Regions from separate parts of the Zea mays genome. Here regions 1 and 3 are each linked to region 2. A link is a contact called in public Hi-C data. All regions are on one chromosome and are shown on one strand. The core of a region is the stretch at or near the end of the contact, and the rest is flanking DNA. Distances in the headings are between cores, read along the strand shown.

Region 1 (2,700 bases), core at 45-2,544, 510 kb after region 2:
AATTCACAAGCGTGGAGTGTAACAGTGGCAGTTTGAACAACTGGGATGCTTGACCTTTGGCTCCTCAGGTGTATTTTATTTGGAACAGACGTTCTATTCAGCACAGAACTTTGGCAGCTGGGATGCTTCTATTTAGTACTAGCTAGTGCTGCCAACCCCATGATGCCAACAGGAAATTTTCTATTGCCTACCAAGAGTTCAAGCTGAGACTTTTTTTGGGTTCAGCTACGCGTTTGTTTTTGTTTTTGAAATGACGTCCTAAACTGTTGTTTTTAACAGTCGGCAGGGGATCTTGTGTCGTTATGCGGGTGAGATTAGCACAGGTTGTGATTTTAGGGGACTGAAATCCCATGCGTCCGACTACTTTACAAGGCTCCCTCCCACGCAGCATATTCACCACTTTGCAAGCACGTTGACGCAGCGTGAATCAGATCTGAAAGGGAAACAAAACCAAGATGCAGATTCCAGAACCAGCCCAAAAGGTAAACATGAGCGCGCGAAAACGATCAGACGGAAGCGTCGAACATTCAGACGCGAGCTCTAAGCCGGCCGTAAGCAACGATTGGCAGACATTATGTCTCAGAGAGAACAACTGTCCTGTTCAATCATCTGCCGCAGACACAGCACGTCACAGCGCATCAAGAAGTGAAGAACAGAGTCGCCCGAGACCGAACGAGTGGCAAGCGGCTCGGCCGCATTACGAGCTGCATGCAAGTAAACTAGCCCTGTTGCAGAGTGGGAGTGGACGTACACTGGTGCTTGCGGCGGTGGAAGAGGCCGAGCCACTTGAGGCGGACGTCGACGTCGTCCTTGGTGAGCTTGGCGGCGTCGATCTGCTCCATGGGGACCCTGGCCAGGTCCTGGATGCCGCCCTCCATGAACAGCGCCATGGGCTCCTTCTCCAGCTTCACCTTCTCCTGCGGGTTCAGCCCCGCCCGGTACTTCTCCTTGAGGACCCAGTACCCGCCCGCCCGCTCCTCGACCCTCGGCTCCAGCCGCTCCGTCGGGACCTGCTCCCCCGCCGCCGCCGGCGGCGGCACGGAGACGGCCGCGCGGGCGCGCCCTGTGCGGCGCAGCCGGGAGGACGGCGAGGCCGCCGTCGCCGCCGCGTGCGAGGAGGGCAGGAGGAACCGCTGCAGGGACGCTGAGGAGGCCATGGTTAGCGGTAGCGGTGGCAGTGGGCCTGTGCTGTGGTGGTGGTGGTGGTGGTGGCCATGGGTGGCGAGCGTGTGGCTGTTTTATTGTGGGGCGGGGAGGGGGCGCGCTGCTGCGCTGGTTCTTGGCTCTTGGGGAGTTCAAGGGGGCAGGCAGACGCAGGCGCAGCTCCTCTAACTAATCGAAATGGCAGGCAGGCACGGGACGGGACGTTGAGATTTTACCGACGTGCCCTCGTACGCCATGGACGGCTCTGAGCTCACGTTGTACTCATGTTTACTGCTGTATCGCGTTGACAGAGGCTACCTACGTTGAGAAACAGCGCGGCGTTTCAAGAATTATATATGCATCTGCCTCTCTAAAGCAATGGAAGCTCGATTTTCTGGAGAGTACATACTGACACGTTCACATCTATCCAAGTGGACCCGGAGACCACCAAAACCGTTACCAGGGGGGAGACAGGGGCGGAAAAGAGCTGCCCCAGTTTCGGCCGCTGCTTGCTTATTGCTGAAGCAGAGCCAAGAAGAGCCGGAAAGTTTGGCCAGGCGCAGGCGGCAAGCATGTGGGGACACCGAGGCCACGTACATGAACCCGTGATAGATACACCGGCAATGCAAGGCGCCCCATGAGCCGCCCAAAGGGTCGGTGTCGGTGTCGCTCGTCGGCGAGACGCCCGCGCACGGGACCGGGTCCGGCGCGAGGCGTGCCGTGCACTGGCTTCTCTCTGATAGCTCCTGCTGCGTCCATCTGGTCGAACCGGGTCGCCCGGTACTACTGGGCTGCTTACTTGCATGACATTGAGCCAGGGCTTACCGAGCAGGCAGCAACGGCCGAGATGGCACCGTGCCTTGGCTTGGGGGGCTCCAGCGGCCACACGTTTGGAGCCCAGGCCATACGCCGCGACCGGCCTTTGTCCTTTGATGCGCGTGCAAGGGCGGGCGACGTGTCCTGTGCGGCCGTGCACATCCATCGTCATGTGCCAGACAGCGGGGCGCGCGGCCGCCTCTTGGACAACGCCAACCTTCCCCGCCCGGGGGCGCGTCTCGGCCACGAGCCCTGGAGGAGGTAAGGGATGGCAACAAGGAGGACCGGGGACGGCGAGCAGATCTGTCTCCAGAGCGACGATAGGAGGGGAGCAGCGGGAGTAGGGAGAGGACTGGAGTGGCTTCACGTCGCATCCTTGCCGGCGGCCGGGATAACAGGTCTGAGCATCCCAGGGACGGCGACAGACGGGGTCGGGAGATCCATCGTGTCTGCGAATCTGCGTGCTTGCCGTTGCAGCGGATGGGAACAGGGGGGCACCGGGCACGGGGACGGGATAGTGCGGGGTCTGCTTTGGAAAGTTTCCTAATTCCTACTATGCTTTTACGCAAAATTGGTCCAATTTCTGTATGGTTCCTCTAAAATGTGCTGTCCAAACGGGGCCGCTCTATGCAATAGAAATCATGCTACTCTTACCAGACTTCGATGGTTTTGGCAACATGTAACCATTGGCGGAGCAGGAGCAAATCTTCGGTAAGGAGTCCGTCTTATCTGACATTCTAC
Region 2 (2,700 bases), core at 6-2,505:
TCAAGCTTGTTAGGCAATGAGCTGAGCCGAGCCGAGCCGCTCTGACTCGCGAGCCGGCTGCACAAAATTAATTAACATACACAATAATGATAGATATTAGATAATTTTATAGATACCTGACTCGTTTCTTAATCTTATAATGACACATTATGATTATTAATAGTCAATAATGGATACATGACATTTATAATTTAGATTTTTATAATGACACATTATGATTATTTATTTCATATTTATAGACTATTAATTCACTATACAATACAAAATTATTTTTAAAGGTACAGCTCGCGAGTAGAGATGGCAACGGGTACAAACCCGCTGGGTTTTGCCATCCCAAACTCGTACCCTGAAAAATATCTATACCCATTAAAAACACGTACCCATGACGGTTTGAAATTTTGTCTAAACCCGTACCCATCGGGTTAGCGGGTACCCATGGGTTACCCGCGGGTTTTATCTCCAATATGCTTGTTCTTCTCATAATCAATAAGTATTGTAATGATTAATGAGATCATGGTCCAAAATTTATGTGATGAACAACAAGTTCATGATTTGGTATAAAAATTATTAGTAGAGAGAATGAAATACAAATAATAAGTTGTATAATCAAGTGACCTTGCACTAAGTTATCCATCCATCACATATATAATGCTAGTAAAAACTAAAATAGCAAGCAAGCAACACTCTCACCAACTATTTATACATTCACCATTTGTAAATTAGGAAGTAAATAGAGAGATAACAAGTTTGTTGTTCGTTTATAAAATAAAATGGCAACATGTACTAGGTTTTGTCGGATTTAAAAAACTCACGAGTTCACGAGTTTGAGTACTGTAGAAACAAACCCGTACACATAAACTCGTCGGGTTAGATTTATGCCCATTAACAAATCCATGGGTATGAAAATTGACTCAAACCTCATACACTAATACGATAAAAACTCATCAGATTTTGGGTACACATTATCATCTCTGCTCACGAGCCAAGCCTAGTCGGCTCGGGAGACGATATCGAGCCGAGGTGAGGCTCGTTTTGAAGTTCGTTGAGTGAGTTGAGCTCAATCACCACATCGAGCCGAGCCGGCTTGGCTGGTTTACGGCCCTACTTCCATTTGATGATTTGGAGATTAGGACCATTTCCAAATACTCAACACGGAGTTTGGCCAAAAACCCAACCCAAAACTGAATGAGACGAACGACCAAACATGAAATCCGGCCCCTTTGCTAGAATCCACCATCCACCCCACGAAATCGTTCCGAAACCGTTCGGTCCAGCGGTCCAGACCAAACATAAACTTCCGGCGCAGCGCACAGCCGCTCGCCGCCGTCCTCCATCCCAATTCCCACACGGAAGCGGAACCTCCCAATTCCGCACCACCATCCCACCGGCGGCCACCGCCGATGGAGATCTAACAGCAGAGCCACTCCTATCTCAACCCAACTGCGCAGATCCACCACCATGGAGACCGAGCGGATCCGGGAGCTCATCCTCCTCACTCTCCGGGCGCCGCCCGCCCGCCTCGCCCTCGTGGGTGGCAACCACACCGCCGCTCGCTTCTGCACCCGCTAAGCTCGCCTCCTCACCATCTTCCGCGCCGGCCTTCTCTTCACCGCCGACTCAAACGGCAAAAGACAGCGCTCTCGCTCAGCTCAGCCCGGCGTCCGCGATGCCGGCTGACATCGTCGTGATCCGTCTCCCCGGCCCGCGCGCCCTCCGCGTGCTCGCGCGCTCCGTGCTCTTTGCCGTCGCGCTGCTCTTCCTGCCATGGCTCCGCCCCGCCGAGGCGCCCGCCCGAGGCCGCGCCGTCGACACGTGCGGCGCAGCCGCGGCCCAGGCGGAGCTCCTGCTGCGCGACCTTCACCAGGAGGGCCTGCCCGTCCACGGAGCCCGCGCCGTCGTCCTCGTCGCCAATGGCGTCTGCGATTCGACCGCACCGAAGCAGGACCTGCGGCGGATGCTGATGATAGGGGAGTCGTCAGTGGACTTTCTGCTGGATTTCGGGTACTTCAACGAAGACGCTGACAGGTTCGCCTTCGCCGATCGGGTGCTCAAGCATGGAGGCATTCTTGCCGCCCCAATTGACTCGTTGAGCGCGTTCAGCTTGCCGCAGAACTACCGCACCATATACATCCACCGCTTCGCTGAAGCTTTTATTGGGGTCAAGAAGGTTGCCCCCGCCGAGGACAACAGCCATGCCGGCACCAGCACCAGAACGGAGCTGCTATCACCTCCTGCCTTTGACCTTAAGGAAGGGGTGTTTTACAGTCGGCCAGATGAGACTACCAATTGTGAATTCAAGAACATGGCGAGGAAGCTCTTACTTTCAGACATCACTGGGACTCCAACGGCATACTCCTACAAACGCAAATTGTTGGTGCAGATGCTCCGTAAGGATCAGGAGAGTTGATTCTGCTTCTTTTATGGAATGTGAAAAGGCTGCAGCCTGCAGCGGCGCTTTTATGGAGTGAAGCTGTTCTAGCTTCCCGGGAGAGCAGCAACATCACATCAGTTATAAACCGACTGCATACACAATGAATACATGGTAATGGACTGGAGTCAGGGAATATTCTTATCAGTTGCAGTCTAGTAGGCTGTGATTTGTACCTCTTGATCTGGTTTGTTCTTGCTGGGTTTTCTTCTCTTTTCAGTTGTTGTTGTTTGCGTGACTTGTAGCTTGGTGATAAGTTTCTCATATGATGT
Region 3 (2,700 bases), core at 63-2,562, 350 kb after region 2:
CTCGTGATCTAAATGTTCTTCAATAATTTAAATAATTTCAGTTTAAATATTACTAGAAATAGAGATCGACCATAATTCGATTTGATTTTTAAATTTTATAGTGTAGAATCTAGACCCTATCACCACCTCTACTAGGTAGATGACGCACGTGCACGCCGCAGCCCATCGAAATGGTGTCATGGTCTGGGCGATGTGGTGCCCGGCGCCGGCCCCCTAATTATGTCTATCTTTTCTAACTGCCCATCTGACCTGTGACGCTGCATTGCATTGCATCGCATCTAACAGTTTCATAAAAAAAACCAATCGCGAGTGTACTGGGAAAATTATCAGAAGCACCGTACTAGAGAGAGAGAGAGAGAGAGAATTGCAGCAGAGCTCTTCCGTCCGACAGGCTCTCGTCAGTCACAGGCGGATAGAACCCGCCTCCCTGCACTGTTCGCTGGACCGGGCCCGTCCTGCCCCAACCCTGCTGCTAAACAGCACGCTTTTTCAGAGAGAAACTTTCAGGAGTTACCTATCCTCCTCCACTTCTCTACTGCGTCGCCTGCTCCGGACCACAACATCCCAGTTTCTTTCGTTCGTCGGGTAATAAGGCTGCACCTCTGCAACGGAGCCCCTGACGTCCGTAACGTTCTGTCCACGGGAACAAAGCCTGTAACGCAAGAATCGCAACGTCCCTCTCTGCGAACTGTACAGTACGGGGCGCGGCCGGTTAAGCACGCCACCGTTCCGCTCCTCGCCGTTAAGATTTTCGAATTCGAAACCCCTCCTGGGCACGGGCACCCAACGGCATGCCAGCCGTCCGATCCGCCGCACTGCACGTGTCAGGCTGAGACCCGCAGGGGCTGTCTGGTAAAAATAATTACGCGTGCCGTGTGCCAGGCGTCGAAGCTTCCCCCGCTACATTCCGTTTGTGGGCTGCACCTGCACTGCACGCCGTTCCCACCCCCGTGTGCCAGGCGCCGAGGCCGAGCGTACCGGCCGCGGTAGGTGGGGCCGGCCGCACGCGACCAGCGCCGTGCGGGCGCTCCCCCAACGGACAGATCCGGCTAACGTCGCCGTCAGGGAAGGGCCGATCCTGGCCGTCGGATCCGGATCCATTCCCCTCGGCCGCGGCATCTTATATTTGTAGGCGCACCCGAGCGCCCGACGGGTGCGTGATTGTTGTAGTAGAATCCAAAGCGCAAGCGGCTGCAGCCTGCAGGCAGCGCCGCGCAGGCGTGGGAGTGGCCGAGTGGGAGTGGGAGTGAAAAAGAGGAACCGGCCAAGAGAAGCAAGCGAGAAGAAGGCAGTGCTGCGGCGGCGTTCCGTAAGATGGGGAAGTACATGCGCAAGCGCAGGGGGGCCGCGGGCGAGGGGGTGGCCGCAGTCGAGGTCTCGCAGGTCGTCGGCGTCCGGACGAGGTCCAGGTCCGCGGCGGCGACCGGCGGCGGTGTCGCGAAGGTCGCTCCGCCGAGGAGGAAGAAGGCGCTGCTGCCCGCCGCGAACGTGACGACGTCGGGGGAGCCTGGTGCCGTGGGCGCTGGTGGTGGGGACGGCGGAAGCTGCTGCTACATCCACCTGCGGAGCCGCATGCTGTTCATGGCAGCACCTCAGCAGCAACCGTCGGCGGCTCTGACGCCGGTGGAGGCTGCTGGTGCGGCACAGCAGGGCGGGGTGGTGGCGCTCGCGGCTGGCCTCTCGCGTTGCTCCAGCACGGCGTCGTCGGTGGACGTCGGGGGCCACGCCTGCCGCTCCGACGCTGCGCCTGCGGAGGTGAGTGAGACTGTGAGCCCGAGAAACCCTAGAACTATTCGAATTCTAAACCGGCCTGCCCGAGATCTCCGGCGCGCGCCTCCCGTTGCTGAATTTCGCGAGATCTCGGATGCCTCCCTCCCCCGTTGCTGAATTGTGCGGGCTCTAACTCTAACAGGTTGACGGGGATCACGTCCCGGATGTCGTCACCGCGAGCAACTCGGGGAGCGTCCCGGACCGCGAGAGGTTGGAGAATCCTCTCTTGTCTCTCTCCAATCCTGCTGAATTATGCCTCCCACCGTGCTCCTGACGTCGTTCCGCTCGTGGGTTTTTGGAAACTCAGGAGAGAGACGACGCCATCGTCGAGCCGGGCGCACGGCGGCGAGCTCAGCGATCTGGAGTCGGATCTGGTGGGGCGGCAGAAGACTGGCTGCTCGTCGTCGCCGGCGACAACAACATCGGCTGCGGAGCTGATCGTGCCGCCAGCACAGGAGATCCAGGAATTCTTCGCGGCCGCCGAGGCGGCCCATGCCAAACGCTTTGCTTCCAAGTAAGACTCCTCGGCCTCGCCAAGCTATATACCGGCGTCCAGAAAACATTTTTTTACCGCGTGTTCTCCGTAGCATGCAGGAATTACGCACGCAAACTTCTTTCCCCGTGCTTAATTTCGCGGCGCGCGCGTGCCGTGGCTTACCGCGGCCGGCCGGGGTGTGCTGAATTGCTAACCTGACGTGCGTGCTTTTGCGATCTACCTTGCGATGGCAGGTACAACTTCGACTTCGTCCGCGGCGTGCCCCTCGACGCCGGCCGGTTCGAGTGGACGCCAGGGGTCAGCATCTGAAGCGAGCGTGCGGTGCAAGGTGAAGCTACTACTAGCTAGAAAGTGAGGAGAAAAAAAGAAAAGATGCCGCCAAAAAAACATAACGGAAAGGAGAAAAGGCAAAGGAGCTTTATAGGCTAGCTAAG

Evidence for each region. Hi-C and Micro-C count contacts between places; a contact is called where the count stands out from the background.
Region 1: a Hi-C map of root tip shows a contact between it and region 2, with 6 times the contacts expected there. The contact joins the promoter of LOC542264 here to the promoter of LOC100274066 in region 2. A contact is called at or near these places in 4 of 25 Hi-C or Micro-C datasets (bundle sheath, endosperm, leaf and 1 more).
Region 3: a Hi-C map of leaf mesophyll shows a contact between it and region 2, with 3 times the contacts expected there. The contact joins the promoter of LOC100280762 here to the promoter of LOC100274066 in region 2. A contact is called at or near these places in 14 of 25 Hi-C or Micro-C datasets (bundle sheath, ear, endosperm and 5 more) and 1 of 3 datasets of contacts at active chromatin or transcription factors (leaf).

Annotation. Positions count from the first base shown.
Region 1 is chr4:183,571,298-183,573,997 of Zm-B73-REFERENCE-NAM-5.0, reverse strand. LOC542264 (nitrite reductase2) reads right to left here and starts at 1,294. Exons shown (of 4, transcript NM_001397120.1): 1 at 752-1,294. The coding sequence starts at 1,157.
Region 2 is chr4:184,081,502-184,084,201 of Zm-B73-REFERENCE-NAM-5.0, reverse strand. LOC100274066 reads left to right here and starts at 1,255. Exons shown (of 1, transcript NM_001148445.1): 1 at 1,255-2,700. The coding sequence starts at 1,667. The coding sequence ends at 2,407.
Region 3 is chr4:183,735,992-183,738,691 of Zm-B73-REFERENCE-NAM-5.0, reverse strand. It overlaps LOC100280762, which reads left to right and starts at 1,312. Exons shown (of 4, transcript NM_001153683.1): 1 at 1,312-1,755; 2 at 1,913-1,980; 3 at 2,078-2,284; 4 at 2,500-2,700. The coding sequence starts at 1,315. The coding sequence ends at 2,575.